3 separate regions of the Sus scrofa genome follow, and all the other regions are linked to region 3. The links are chromatin contacts, called in public HiChIP or PLAC-seq maps. All regions are on one chromosome and are shown on one strand. Each heading gives the region's core, a stretch centred on a gene start, on an enhancer-like site or on the middle of the called end of the contact. The rest is flanking DNA. Distances are from core to core; before and after follow the strand shown. Region 1 has its middle 340 kb from the start of NRP1. Region 2 has its middle 370 kb from the start of NRP1. Region 3 has its middle 68 kb from the start of NRP1.

Region 1 (4,469 bases), core at 528-3,027, 280 kb before region 3:
CTTTCCGCCTTTTTCTCCCCTTACCAGTTCTTCTCATCGCAAATCTCAGCAGGACCTAGACCTGTGTGTTTTACAGCACTTTGTATCACTTTTAGGTTTCTATTATTATCAAATGTAGACAGTTGAATATGAGAGGACCTGTCTGCCCTATAAAACTGTAAGCTCATTGAGTGGGGAGCATGCTTTGTTCATTGTTGTGCTTCCTGTGGTGCAAAGCACAGAACTATGTACATGCTAAATGCAAAAAGAAAAGAAAGAAAGAAAAATAATTCCCCATTCAGTAAGAATGAGGAAAACAGAGATTAAAGCTGGAAAAAAATGGTTTAAAAAACATCTTAATAGTAATAATTATCAATGAGAACACCATTCTGCCAAGATCTCCAAAGTTAGAACAAGGAGCAGGCACATATCACAGCACCTGTCCGTGTTTCTTTCAAGCTAGTTTTGTATTTTCTTTGCAACACTACACATTTCTTCCCTCTTCATACATTGACTTTTTGAAGCATGTTTGGAAGTGTTTTGAACTATATGTTGATATCATTTATACTTAATGAAAAGATACAGATGTGGTCCAAAGACTTTCTACATACCCTTTGCCAAGAATATCACTTATTGTTCACATTTTACCCCATTTGCTTTATCATTTACTACCACCCCCTCTTCCATTTCTCATGTGGGATCTTTGGAGAGTGAAGTACAGACACACCACCACAGTGAGTGGGTGTACATTTTCTAAAGACAAGGAAGGTCGCTTACCCGAGGCCCTCTTTGTACACAACGCAGTTGTCAAAACCAGAAAATACAGCATTGATGTAACCCTACTATTGGACCTATGATCCATAACATTTGTATCAGCTGCCCTGATAATGTCCTCTTTGTTCCGTGTCCTGGATCCCACTTAGAGCAGTGGATTCCATTTAGCTGTCATGTCTCTTTAGTTTCCTTTTCCTGGAACCATCCCTCACTCTGTCTTTGTTTGTCTTGACTTTGCTCTTTTCAACGAATACAGGTCTGTTGGTTTGTAAACCACTTCTCAACGCATGTGTATCGAATGTTCCCTCATAAACAGGTTCACGTTCTCAGTTTTTGATAGTAATACTACAAAAGTGAAGCTGTATCCTTCTTAGTGCATCATATGAGGAGACGTGTGACATCCATGGTCCTATAATTGGTAAGGTAAGGTTGGGTTACATGGTTATGATAATGGCTGCCAGGTTCCTACAGCTTTTTAGGGCTCTTAATTACCTATATAAAATTTAAAGATAGAGCCGAAGGAATTCACAATTGTGAAGCACAGCTGGGAGGATGAGTCATTTCATCCTTGTAGATGCATTAAAATTCCCTAAAAAAGCCATGTACCTGGACCAAAACAGCCTGGCTATGTATAGAATTGTTTTACCTGAGTGCACTCGGTTTTGTGCCATGGGGCTTTATAGTAGAGTTGAGAGGTTGCCTGGTCTTTGTCCTGTGTTCCTGACACCCCTAGAATTCTGCAAGGTAGGAGTATCTTTGTTATTCATGACTTCCTTGGGTCCCTGAGTTCATGCCAATGAGATGGCTCAGGGTAAGGGGTGGTCATCAGAAAGATCAACCAAGTGATGAGACAGTTGGGTTCTGAGGTAGCCTGACTCCCAGGGAGGGAAGTGGGGATACAGATTGAGTTCCATGCCTACACAATGACACCTTAGTAAAAACTCTGGACCTTCCTAAGTTTCCTGGTTGGTGAGACATCAGTGTATCAGGAGGGTGATGCACCCAATTCCACAGGCAGAGGGCATGGAAGCTCTGCATTCAAGACTCAGATCTTGCGTCATGAGTGTCTTCATTTGACTGGGCCTGCTGTGTGTTCTTTATGATAAAACGGCAATTGTAAGGATAGAGATTTTCTGACTTCTGCGTGCTGTTCTAGTGAATTTCTCAAGCCTGACACATCATGGAAAGCCCCTGGTTTTGGAGCCAGTTGGACAAGAGTGCGTGTGGCTTGGGGACACTGCTTCTGGCTAGCATCTGAAGTAGGACCGTCTGTGCACTCTGACTTTATTTGTAGGTCTGTGTTAGCTGCCGGTGGGTGGTGCCAGAAAGAACTTCAACATAAACAGTTGGTGTCAGAAAAGGCTCTTATAGAGGGACATTACATAAGTTTATCATGATCCTTGAATTTAATAACAAAGTTTCCATTAGGAATGTGCACATATATATGCGTATAAAATGAATTATACACCTATCTATAAATATGGATGACACCAGTGAAACTTTATTTTTTTTCTTTTCTTTTTACAGCTGCACCTTCAGCATATGGAAGTTTCCAGGCTAGGGGTTGAAAGGGAAATGCAACTGCAGGCCTACGCCACAACCACGGCAACCATGGATCTGAGACGCATCTGCAACCTCTGCTGCAGCCTGCGGCAATGCCGGATCCTTAACCCACTGAGCGAGGCCAAGGATAGAACCTGCATCCTCAGGGGGACTATGTTGGGTTATTAACCCAATGAGCCACAATGGGAACTCCCACTAATGAAACAATGGGAACTCCCACTAATGAAAAAACAAAATTAAAACTTCATATGAAAATAACAAAATTGTTATAATAATCATTCCATTTCTCTTTAATCCTTTAGTGATCCAAGGTTAGAATAAAAAATTCTGGTCTTCTGTGTTTACTTTTTAAGGAATTTCCAAACATTTACTTAAGTAAAACTTAACCGAGTTGGTATTGCCATTTTATGTGAGAAAAATGATGAGAGTTGCTATGAGATGTTCTAAGGAGCTTGATATGTAAGTTTACTCAGCCGTGTTTTTCTTTGGCCAGACTGTACTCACTCATCCTAGGTGCTAATATGTGCTCTACCATCTGGGAAAGCTTCTCAGTGGAGGAACGAAGTGGGCCCTTGAGCACAGGAATTTTTTTTTCTCTTAGTCAATATGTGAGCACTTTAGAATTGTTCAAAGATTTCTAGGGATGGAAAGAACTCAAGAGGTTCTGAAGGGTTTTTTTGTTTTTAGGGCCACATGTGTGGCATATGGAAATTCCAATGGGCTAGGGGTCGAATAGGAGCTGCAGCTGAGGGCTCACCACAGCCATGGCAACAGAGGATCTGAGCCACATCTGCTACCTATGCTGCAGGTTGCGACAATGCCAGATCCTTAACTCACTGAGCAGGGCTAGGGATCGAACCCTCATCCTCATGGATATTAGCAGGGTTCTTAGCCTGCTGAGCCATAGTGGAAACTCCAAGATGTCTGAAGTTTGCTGCCATATCTTAGGCAAGGATTATACTCAGATCATCCCAGGAAGATCTCACTTTGTCATTAGAATAAAAAGTGTAGAGCAATCTGGAATTACCCCCCCATTCCTCTGTTGCTAGGCTTTTGTTGCTCCGTAATCAAGAACTGGATCCTTTCTTTGGATTTCCCTCTGGCCAAGGGCAGCCATGGGCTGGAGCACAGAGCAGGGCTCAGCAAGACAACTCACTGTTTGAGGGGAAGATTCTCTGGAACCCATCCTTTCTAGAGTGGGCGTTTGCTAAAACCATCCAGGGGCTTCTGGAGCTAAGGCAGGGTGGGGCACTACCTGGATTAATAATGAGTGAGTTCCAACTCCCCTCATGGGCATCTTGGGCCTTGCCTGCTGACTTGGACATTGTTGGTGGACCAACGCAGTAAGGAAGTGAAATTCCTCACCTGCTATTTGTAAAAACTGAGTGAGAGGCTGGAATAGAGAGCGATTTCTCTAGCTGTTTTGTGGAGGGAAGAAAAAGAGGAAATATGGAATACCTTCTCTGTGCAGGAACAGTTATCTTCTTTAATTCTCAACCCATGCCCATGTCCACTTTCTTCAGTGCCTTTGTTTGTCCATTTACTGAAGTGTTTAGCGAGTACTTACTAGGTGCTGGGCATTGTGCAACATACTGGAACTCAGTGTTCTGTGTCTTCTTGAACCTTCTAAGCTTGTGTTATCTCATCATTCATATGATGTGAGAATTAAATTTTAATTAACTTCGTGATTAGAATGTTTTTAATAATTAATCTATAGGAAGATAATTAATAAAATGCGTAGCAGGAAGGACGAGAGGGAGAAGAGCTACATTTTTACACGATGAAGGGAGAGAATGTGAAAGAAAAGAAAACCGACTTCTCTGATTTTATTCTGTGAATTTTACTCATTTTGTGAAGGGAAATGTGTTTTACCTTTAGAGCAAGCCCTCCGATTTTTTGACTGCTCATGGTGGGCCTTGCAGTTATTCCCGTGACCTGATAATACTTGGCTTCTGAGATTTTTCCCTTCAGCAGACTCCGTGAACTTTATTTCAAGATCAGCCTGTCTGTTTCACAGGACCAAGCTCCTTCCAGACCATCGTATGGGAAATGTCAGCCCCTGTCAACATCCCTAACGTTTAAATTCCTGGGATACCAGAGATATTCAGAGGGAACTGCATGCACACATTACTCTCCCAAATACTCTCGGGAAG
Region 2 (4,857 bases), core at 1,023-3,522, 300 kb before region 3:
TATCTTCAGGTAAATTCCATATCTGAAGATTTCCGTGTCACTGTGTTGGCCACTCCCCGCCCCGTTTAAGTTTCTTTCAGGCCTGTGAAAGAGAGTAGCTGCGCTTGTTATTTGTGTGCTGATGGAAGGTGAGAATCCTGGGGCAGCACCTGCCGCTGCTGACCAGGCAGCCCCACCGACCCGCTTGTGGAAGAGACCGAGGCAGCCATGCACATGCGCAGAGACTGGCCACATCCCTGAGTTGGTTTGTGTTTCCAAATTGCCCTATTATGGCTTGAGAGATGGCTGAGCCGGGGTGAATTGGGGGCTGGAGAATGAATAACTGCTGTTCTCGACAGAAATAATTCCTGGAAGTGGGGGCAGCTGAACAGTTAGGTGGAGAAATGGATGACTCAGTGTGTATTTCCCAAAATGGATCGGCGGCCCTATGTCTTTATTAACGTCTGATGGGCGAGTTATCTTGTTTGAATTTATGAGGAGAGTAAGTTCAGGTAGGAAAGGGATAAAGACCAAGAGCTGATTTCAAAAACAAAAGGCCTGGACTCTTAAAGTGATCTTTTTTTTTTTTCTTCGCAGAGGCATGCAGCTCAGACCTGACGTCAAGAGCTTTGGAGAGCTTTTGCAAAGCACTCTGCTGATGCGGAACCCATCACGCGTCTGTGCTGGCCCTACTGGTGTTCCATTCTTTGAACATAGGGCACAGGGCCATGTTGGGCTCTGAGACTCTGCTCCAAAGTAGGCGGTGTAAACATGAGCGTGTCTCAGAGACTGGGGAGACCGTTCAAGGTTAGTATCTCAGCCGCAGAGGCGAGGTTCAAGGGCAGTGACAAGAGACCTCCCAGTCTCAGTAGTTTGAAGAACAGGGTATATTTTCTGTCCACATGCTCATCGTTTTCTGCCTCGTCTCACCTCTAGGACCTGATCTGAGTGAACAACACCGGCTAAAAAAATTGCTGATCAAGGTGGCCGAGGGAAAAGAGAAAGAAATTGAGTCACACATTGGAAGGGAGGTGTGTCACCCCATTCTCTTTCCTGCCAGAGCAGATCACAGGCCCACACCTGGTGAGGAGGGCGAGGCATGGCAGTCCTACCATGTGCTCAGAAGAAAATCCAGAAAGATATGCTGGTCTGCTCTGCTGGTGTCCATAGCTAGAAAAAAATGCACGGCGGCCAACGCCAGACAGGCTGTCTGGTGTGTGCAAAACTCCAGAGAATCCTTCTTAATTTCTTGTGTGTGTGTGTGTGTGTGTGTGTGTGTGTGTGCAAAAGTGAAGAGCTGAGATTGAATATAAATAACCATACAGAAAGGCAGACAATAGCTTTCCTACCCCCCTCCCCCGCCCCCCAGTAAATCTCTCATGCATTCAGGTGCTTAACCACAGTAGAATTGTTTATGTTCTTCTTCTTCTTTTTTTTTCTTTTTAGGGCTGCACCTGCGGCATATGGAAGTTCCCAGGCTAGGGGTTGAATCAGAGCTGCAGCTGCCATCCTGTGCCACAGCCACACCAGGTCTGAGCCACATCTGTGACCTCTGCCGCAGCTTGTGGCAATGCTGGATGCTTAACCCACGGAGCGGGGCCAGGAGTTGAACTCAAATCATCATGGACACTATGTCGGGTTCTTAACCTGCTCACCCACAGAGGGAACTCCACTGTTTATGTTCTAAAAACCCCTGTCTGCTGGGCTAGCAAGAAGATGGATCAGCTTCCAGGAGGTATGGCTGAAGAGCTTTTCTGCACCAGAGAGAAGGACAGAGGAATTCAACTGTCTTATACGGGAGGCAGGAAGCCAGCGTCCACTCAGGACCCCAGCCTCGGGAATCGCGGTGGCTTGGAGAGAAAGGCTTTTCCCTTAGGGAAGCAACTTCCACCCTCTGGTTTCTAATCTTGTGCAATGGTTTTGTCTGGCACAGAAGGGATTGGGGGACATAACGCATCTTTTTTTCTCCCCCCTTCACCTGGAGGGTAATCCTTAAGAAGAGAGTGGTCATTTTCTGATACATCTTCTCAGAGCTAACCCATCTTTTGCATGATGAGTGCTTAATGGAGATTGCGGATTGTTCTGGAATCTGGGCTGACACATCAGCTGCTTGCCTCCCGAGCAGCCGGGAAGAAGTGGACATTTGCACATCCTTGGATTCACAATGATTACAGCTCCTCACTGCCTTGTCCGCTTTCTTTTGTTACTCACTTGGGTTTTTATGAATCATGCTGTTTACAAGTCAGGCTAAATCCGAATGTCACTCTTGCATCAGAATGTCCAGATGCAGCCCTGTTCTTAATTGCTGGCTGCAGGGGGAGGGGCAACTGGTGTGCAGAGATGATGAGTCTCATGGATGGAAGAGCCATAAAATTCCGTTTCCCATAAACTAACTTCAAGAGCTGAGTAATCTTTGCTTTGTGAAATTTCTCTAAGCCACGAGTCTGAGACATATTCACTGTGAGTTTGTCTGTGTTCATTTCCTCAAATTTAAGATTTCACTTCCAGGATGTCAATGTAAGCAGCTTATTTTGTGTAAAATCTGAGATTCTGGAGTTCCCAAAATGGCTCAGTGGTTAACGAATCCGACTAGGAACAATGAGGTTACAGGTTCGATCCCTGGCCTTGCTCAGTGGGTTAAGTAAGATCTGGCATTGCCGTGAGCTGTGGTGAGGATCCCAGATGTGGCTCAGATCTGGCGTTGCTGTGGCTCTGGTGTAGGTCGGCAGCTACAGCTCTGATTAGATCCCTAGCCTGGGAACCTCCATATGCCACAGGTGTGCCCGTAGAAAAAGAGCAAAACAAAACAAAAAAAATCTGCGTTCCCTACTTGGGTGTATGAACAGGGGGCAAAGTAAAGGAACAACCTAAAACTGAAAAAAAAGAAAGAAAGAAAGAAAAAGAAAAAAAATCTAAGCATGAGGCTGACAGAATCTTTTAAATCTGTCAATCAGATGGTATTATGTCCAGAGAGAAAAGGCTAAATCTGTTTCCTTTTATACACACAATTCCTCTGTTAAAAATGGAAGAAATGGGAGAAATCTACTTATATCAAATTTTAATGATTATTCATTAAACTTGTTTGAATGAGATTAATGTCAATTTCAAATATACATGAGTCAACCCCACATGGTTCCCCCACTAATTAGAAAAATGTTTCAGAGTTCCTGGCTCTAATTTAGGTTGTTCAGATTGACGAAACCTTCAAGACAATTTTATATGGTTACATTCACAAATTTGTCATGAAATTTGTAATTTTTCTTTTCTTTTTCTTTCTTTCTTTCTTTTTTTTTTTTTTTTTTAGGGCCCCACCGTTGGCATATGGAGGTTCCTAGGCTAGGGGTCGAATCAGAGCTGTAGCTGCTGGCCACAGCCACAGCCACAGCAACACCAGATCCAAGCCACGTCAGCGACCTACCCCACTTCATGGCAATGCCAGTTCCTTTACCCACTGAGGGAGGCCAGGGATTGAACCCGCATCCTTGTGGATACTAAGTGGATTCATTTCCACGACAGGAACTCCTAATTTTTCTTGACAGAGGACAGTCTAAGCTGGGCATTGCTGTGAGGAGGCTTTTGGTGCTGTGGTGGTGAGACTGGGTGATGGTTGGTGGGGAAGGTACTGTGTCCTAGGATGAGGTCTCGATCTTGGTACACCTGCAGCTCTGGACTGTGAACTTCACACATGCCAGCAGTGTGGGCATGGAGTTTATCAGCTAACTGGGGTCACTTTTGAGGGTGCACGGGGATGCTCTTAATAATTTCTCTGGGACATCAGGTGCAACTGGGTCTTCCCAGGAATCCTGGGAGGGAAGGTGACCCATTCTGCCTACGGATAATTTCCCTTTTGTGTCTTGATATATGGATGTACCTATTGGCATTCTAATAGGATCAGTACAAGTGTGTATTATATAGTATCAGAAAATATGGATGGTTAAATATTTAATTTTTTATTTCCAGTACTAGAGAAACTGTGTACATACTGTACACACATCTTTCTTAACACCCCAGAATTTGAAACACTCTCTTCCTTCTCTGTTCCCTTTCTTTTCTTCTGCCACTTTGTACTAGAGTTAAATGTTATACTGTTTGAGGGCAAATGCCACATTTCCTAAAAAAAAAAAGAGAGAGAGAGAGAGAAGAAAAAATCTTTCAGGAGTTCCCGTTTTGGCTCAGCAGCTTAAGAATCCAGCTAGCATCCGTGAGGATGCGGGTTTAATCCCTGACCTCGCTCAGTAGGTTAAAGGATCCAACATTGCCGTGAGCTATGGTGTAGGTCTCAGACACAACTCAGATCCCACGTTGCTGTGGCTGTGGCGAAGGCTGGCAGCTTCAACTCTGATTTGACCCCTAGGCCCACAACCTCCATATGCAGCAGGGGCAGCCCTAAAAAATAAAAAAAATTAAAAAAAAACCGTTCAGTTTATTAGGAGTATCGCTGAGAATGGGATTTAGATAAACATGAAAAGCAAAAAGACATATCTAAGGAAATCATGGTTTGGGAATAAGAAATCTTATTTACACTGAACTTCATGGGTGGGGCGGGGGAGGGGGGGAAGCATTTTGAAATGCTGTCTTTTCTGATGCACCTTTGAAGCTAAGTTTTGTTAAATGAGTTTACATCTAAATTTGCGTTCTGTTGACAGTTAACTCAAGGGTCTTTTATCTATGCTTAATGTCACTAGCTGTATCCTGCCATCGATCTAAGGGAAAAACTCCCTGTTGCAATCAATGGGGAGTCCTGTGTAAAAATCAATGGCAGGATATGGCCTGTAAGAATGGTGGTTACTATAAGCTTCTTGGCTGGGAAGCCTCCATCAGTGTTACTGCAGGGTAACCCCTTTTGACCATGTTCAAAAATAACCATGAAAAAAATCT
Region 3 (4,236 bases), core at 1,561-4,060:
ATAAACAGACTTCCACAGAAAAGGTACATCCTTATGCCCCCAATATTGCCTTCAATGCACTGGCCGCTTGGCTGACATTTACACTGGTATTTTCTTCTAGTTTTTCCATGAAATTTGCTTCCCCCCTTTTAAGGGCGTCTCCATCATATCACTTTATTATAAGTAGGAATCAATCACATGTCTGTTCTTAGATCAGTTACCAAATAATATATGGAACCTCATCTATCCCTAAAATCCACCCTCACTTTTCAATCTAGGGCATTTAAATACGCTTTTTTTTTTTTTTAAATCCCTTCTCGTGTATCTTCATTTTAGACAGTCCAAGTTTTGTGTCCATCTTTTGTCAACTAATGGGCACAAGTGAATTAATGATCCTTGAAAGAAAACCTGGGACCAGGTTTTTGAGTCATTCCTGATCCAGAGATTCTTCTAGCATTCCCTGAACTTCAAAACCCTCTCTAATGAGAAGAAGGTTCCAATAAAAGCTGGGTTCACTTGCCACAAATTAGAAGTGTAATTCTTGGAGTTCCCTTGTGGTGCAATGGGTTAAGGATCCAGCATTGTCACTGCTGTGATGTGGGACCTTCCACATGCTGCAGGCATGGCTGAGGAAAAAGAAAAGAGGTGTAATTCTTTCTCTTTTCAAAGACTTAGGCATTTGGCCATTGGAATCTCAACAAGGAGGACTCCAGCTGTACAAAAAATTCACACTTTCCTGTATTAAATATTATTCACTGTTAAAATTTTATTTCCAGCCCAGATCCTTGCTGCTGTATGGTTCACTGATGTTGCATTCTCTATACATAACCTCCAGCCTTACCCTCAGCTGCTCTATGACCGATCCTTCAGGCTTCAAGAATGACCCGTGAGTGTGAGGGCCATTTTCTCCCCACTTTCCTCTGCTGGGTGATTGGAAGGGTTTTCCCGGGTTTGCGACGCAGCTCCTCCCAGATCACTCAGATCCAAGTCACTCCTGCTACTGGAATCAGACTTAGCGCACGAGATACACAGAGCCCTTAGATTTGCACAGTTTTTCTGAAAGCAGGGGTGGATGGTCAAAGCAGGGGTGGATTTTATGACCCCCTGGGAAATAGGACTGCTGCTGTACTGTCATTTCCTGAGTAACGAAAAATGCATTTTTAGTATTTATCAGAGCATGATTCAACTATAACTGATCCTCAGTTGTAGTTTTAATTATACATACTTGGTTTTACTTTTTTTTTTTTCTTTCCTGCCATGCTCATGGCATTTGGAGGTTCCAGGGCCAGGGATCATCCAATCTGAGCTGTAGCTACAGCAAAGCCAGGTCCTTAACCCACTGCGGGAACTCTAGTCATAACTTTTTTTTTTTTTTTTTTGAGATGGAAGTGAATTTATAAACTAACTTGGGAAACATTACATTCTTATGATATTGAATCATACATTCTACAAAGAGAATTTTTAATGAATACACGCTAGTACTTTCTTTTTTTTTTTTTTTTTTTTTTTGTCTTTTTGCTATTTTGTGGGCCGCTCTCGCGGCATATGGAGGTTCCCAGGCTAGGGGTCAAATCGGAGCTGTACAGAGCCACAGCAATGCAAGATCCGAGCCGCGTCTGCGACCTTACACCACAGCTCACGGCAACACCAGATCCTCAACCCACTGAGCAAGGGCAGGGATCGAACCCGCAACCTCATGGTTCCTAGTCGGATTCGTTAACTACTGCGCCACGACAGGAACTCCTCTTTTTTATTTCATTTTAGAAGTTTCATTGAAGGTTGCAATCATTTCTACTTGGTTTACTCTATACGTAATAGTTTGTACCTCTTAATGCCTACTCCTATCTCTCCCCTCACCTCCTTCCCTCCCCACTGGTAACCACTACTTTGTGTCTATTTCGTTATATTCCTTTATTTGTTTTATGTTTTAGATTCCACATGTAAGTGATAACATAACAGAATTTGTCTTTCTCTGACTTATTTCACCAAGACATCCTTGTTGCAAATGGTAGAATTTCATTCTTTTTTATGGCTAACATCCCCTTGCGTATCTGTACCACATCTTCTTTATCCACTCATCTGTTGATGGACATTTAGGTTGTTTCCATATCTTGGCCATTGTAAATAGTGCTCTATGAACATGGGGGTGCAGGTGTCTTTTCAGGTTAGTGTGAGGTCATAGATTTTTCATAATCTTTGGTGGATGTACCCTGTTTAGAACTTGGCCATCCTGAGGAAGCAAAGGGAAATCTCAGAAAGGTCTTCCTTCTGTCTCTGGTTCCTTCTGGTTCCTTCCTCACAGGCCTGCCCTTTATGACGGTCCACAGAAGTAAATGGAGCTTTCCCTGCTACATGAGGTCACGAAGCACCACTTCCCCAGGGGTACCACCAGGCCCAAGCTCACCCTGGGACTGAGTGAGTCTGAGTAAAGTACTGACGGATAAATGGTCTCTGAAGACACACCTTCCAGAGAGTGGTTCCCAACAAAGCATCCTTCCCTCATCCCCTTAGCTGCACTCCCCAAATTCCGCCCCACATCTTCTGTCCATCCAGCTTTGCCCCTTCCAGGAAAGGTGACCTAATCACAGCTTTATCCTTGGCCTCCTTACCAGTGCTGCTGCCAGGTCAATATTGATCTTATCCTCCAGACCAAGTCAGAATTCCATGGTTCACGCTTATTTTATCCTCTATCGGCTCTCAACTCTGGAGTCTGAATTGCAACGGAAGTGTGGGTGAATCACAGCCAGAGTTTGAATAATGAAAGGTCCAGCAAGGATGCCCAGCGTGGGCACTCACTGACTTCTCCTTCCACCCTCGTCCTGATGATGAATCACTTTTGGCCATCTTGTGATTTGCCCTCTTCCTCCTCACCGACCCTTCAGAGGCCAGCTGGTTCTCTCCCTCTGAAACTTTAGAGGAATTAACCGAATGATTCTTCCCATGCTAGAGGTGCCAATTCTTAAGCCCAGCATTTCTCAAGTGTCAGGAACTTGCATAGAAGTATAAAACCTCAGTTGTATGACTGGACTTGGGGGGGGGGGAGAATATTTCTCATCCATCCCAAACTATCACTTCCAGAATGGACAGAGAAAGTAAAAATTAGTAAATCTGGATGACAAAAGTAATCACATTTTAAATCACAATGGGAGGCAGAGTAGCAGTGAACTGAAGCCATCAACCGTCTTTCTTCAGGAAGATGGCCCACAGGTGCTTTGCTCAGCTTCCTCTCTTCATCCTCCCAGATGCTAGAACCTTCTCAAGAAAAAGCCATGGGCTGTTGGCATTTCTGTCCCCATACTCCTCTCTTTCCTAGCCCATCTTTGCCCCACTCATTCTTCAAGTGAAGGTGGATAAGAATTTCTATCTCTGCAGAGCATCAGGGCCGCTCCACAGACATGAGACGATGTCAGCAAAGGAACAGCAAGCCTGGTTTCTCAGTCCCTTTACCAACCAACACAGGGCCCAGTGTTCCATGGTGGATGAACACTGATCTCATGGATATTACCCCTTTTATTATTATAGTTCTTAGCTTTTAACATGTATTGAAATGTTTTTATTTCAATCTCACTGTTGATGGTAGTTTAGCTGGTTTTAAAAATCATGTTGCTAAGTAGTTTCCTTTAGCTATTTGTTTATCTGCCATCTGTTCTAGATAAGCTATCTCTTCTGTCTTCTGTGCTTTCTGAGTTTACTATGATGTGACTAGGCATACAGATTTGGTTATTTGGTTTTTTTTTTTTTTTTCATTTTGTTCTGTTTTGTTTTTTGCTTTTGGGCCACACCCATAGTATATTGAAGTTCCCAGGCCAGGGGTAAAATCAGAGCTACAGCTGCCAGCCTAAGCCACAGCCACAGCAATGCAGGATCTGAGCTGTATCTGCAAGCTACACCACAGCTCATGGCACTGCCAGATCCTTAACCCACTGAGTGAAGCCAGGGATTGAACCTGTGTCCTCATGGATACTAGTCAAGTTCATTACCACTGAGCCACAACAGGATCTCCAGTATAGATTGGTTTTGTTCCTCTTTCTAGACTCACAGTATGCATTTTCATTACAAGGACTCATGCTTGTCTTTTTGCCCACTCATTTCCTCCATTCTCTTCTCCCAGAACTCTCATTAGATTATGGAACTCGTAAACTCTCCTCCATGTCTCTTAACTGCTCTTTCATGCATGTTTATAAATCTCTTCCTCCTAACCCCACTGTTTGCTGCATGCTGAATATACTTTCTTAGCAATATCTTTACAATCTGTTA

The links. HiChIP or PLAC-seq counts read pairs in DNA pulled down with a chosen protein or histone mark.
Region 1: a contact with region 3 is called in an H3K27ac HiChIP or PLAC-seq map of alveolar macrophages. The contact joins two enhancer-like sites. A contact is called at or near these places in 1 of 47 Hi-C or Micro-C datasets (heart right ventricle) and 2 of 2 datasets of contacts at active chromatin or transcription factors (alveolar macrophages and skeletal muscle).
Region 2: a contact with region 3 is called in an H3K27ac HiChIP or PLAC-seq map of alveolar macrophages. The contact joins two enhancer-like sites. A contact is called at or near these places in 1 of 47 Hi-C or Micro-C datasets (embryonic fibroblasts) and 1 of 2 datasets of contacts at active chromatin or transcription factors (alveolar macrophages).

The regions. Positions count from the first base shown.
Region 1 is chr10:56,771,554-56,776,022 of Sscrofa11.1, reverse strand. No RefSeq gene overlaps it. Among named protein-coding and RNA genes, the nearest start is that of NRP1, 340 kb to the right of the region's middle. Within about 2 kb of position 1,777, at least 5 of the 83 cell types and tissues checked have an H3K27ac peak or open chromatin away from gene starts, as enhancers often do. A contact at or near this core is called in alveolar macrophages, where this site is marked.
Region 2 is chr10:56,798,731-56,803,587 of Sscrofa11.1, reverse strand. No RefSeq gene overlaps it. Among named protein-coding and RNA genes, the nearest start is that of NRP1, 370 kb to the right of the region's middle. Within about 2 kb of position 2,272, at least 16 of the 83 cell types and tissues checked have an H3K27ac peak or open chromatin away from gene starts, as enhancers often do. A contact at or near this core is called in alveolar macrophages, where this site is marked.
Region 3 is chr10:56,496,780-56,501,015 of Sscrofa11.1, reverse strand. No RefSeq gene overlaps it. Among named protein-coding and RNA genes, the nearest start is that of NRP1, 68 kb to the right of the region's middle. Within about 2 kb of position 2,810, at least 3 of the 83 cell types and tissues checked have an H3K27ac peak or open chromatin away from gene starts, as enhancers often do. A contact at or near this core is called in alveolar macrophages, where this site is marked.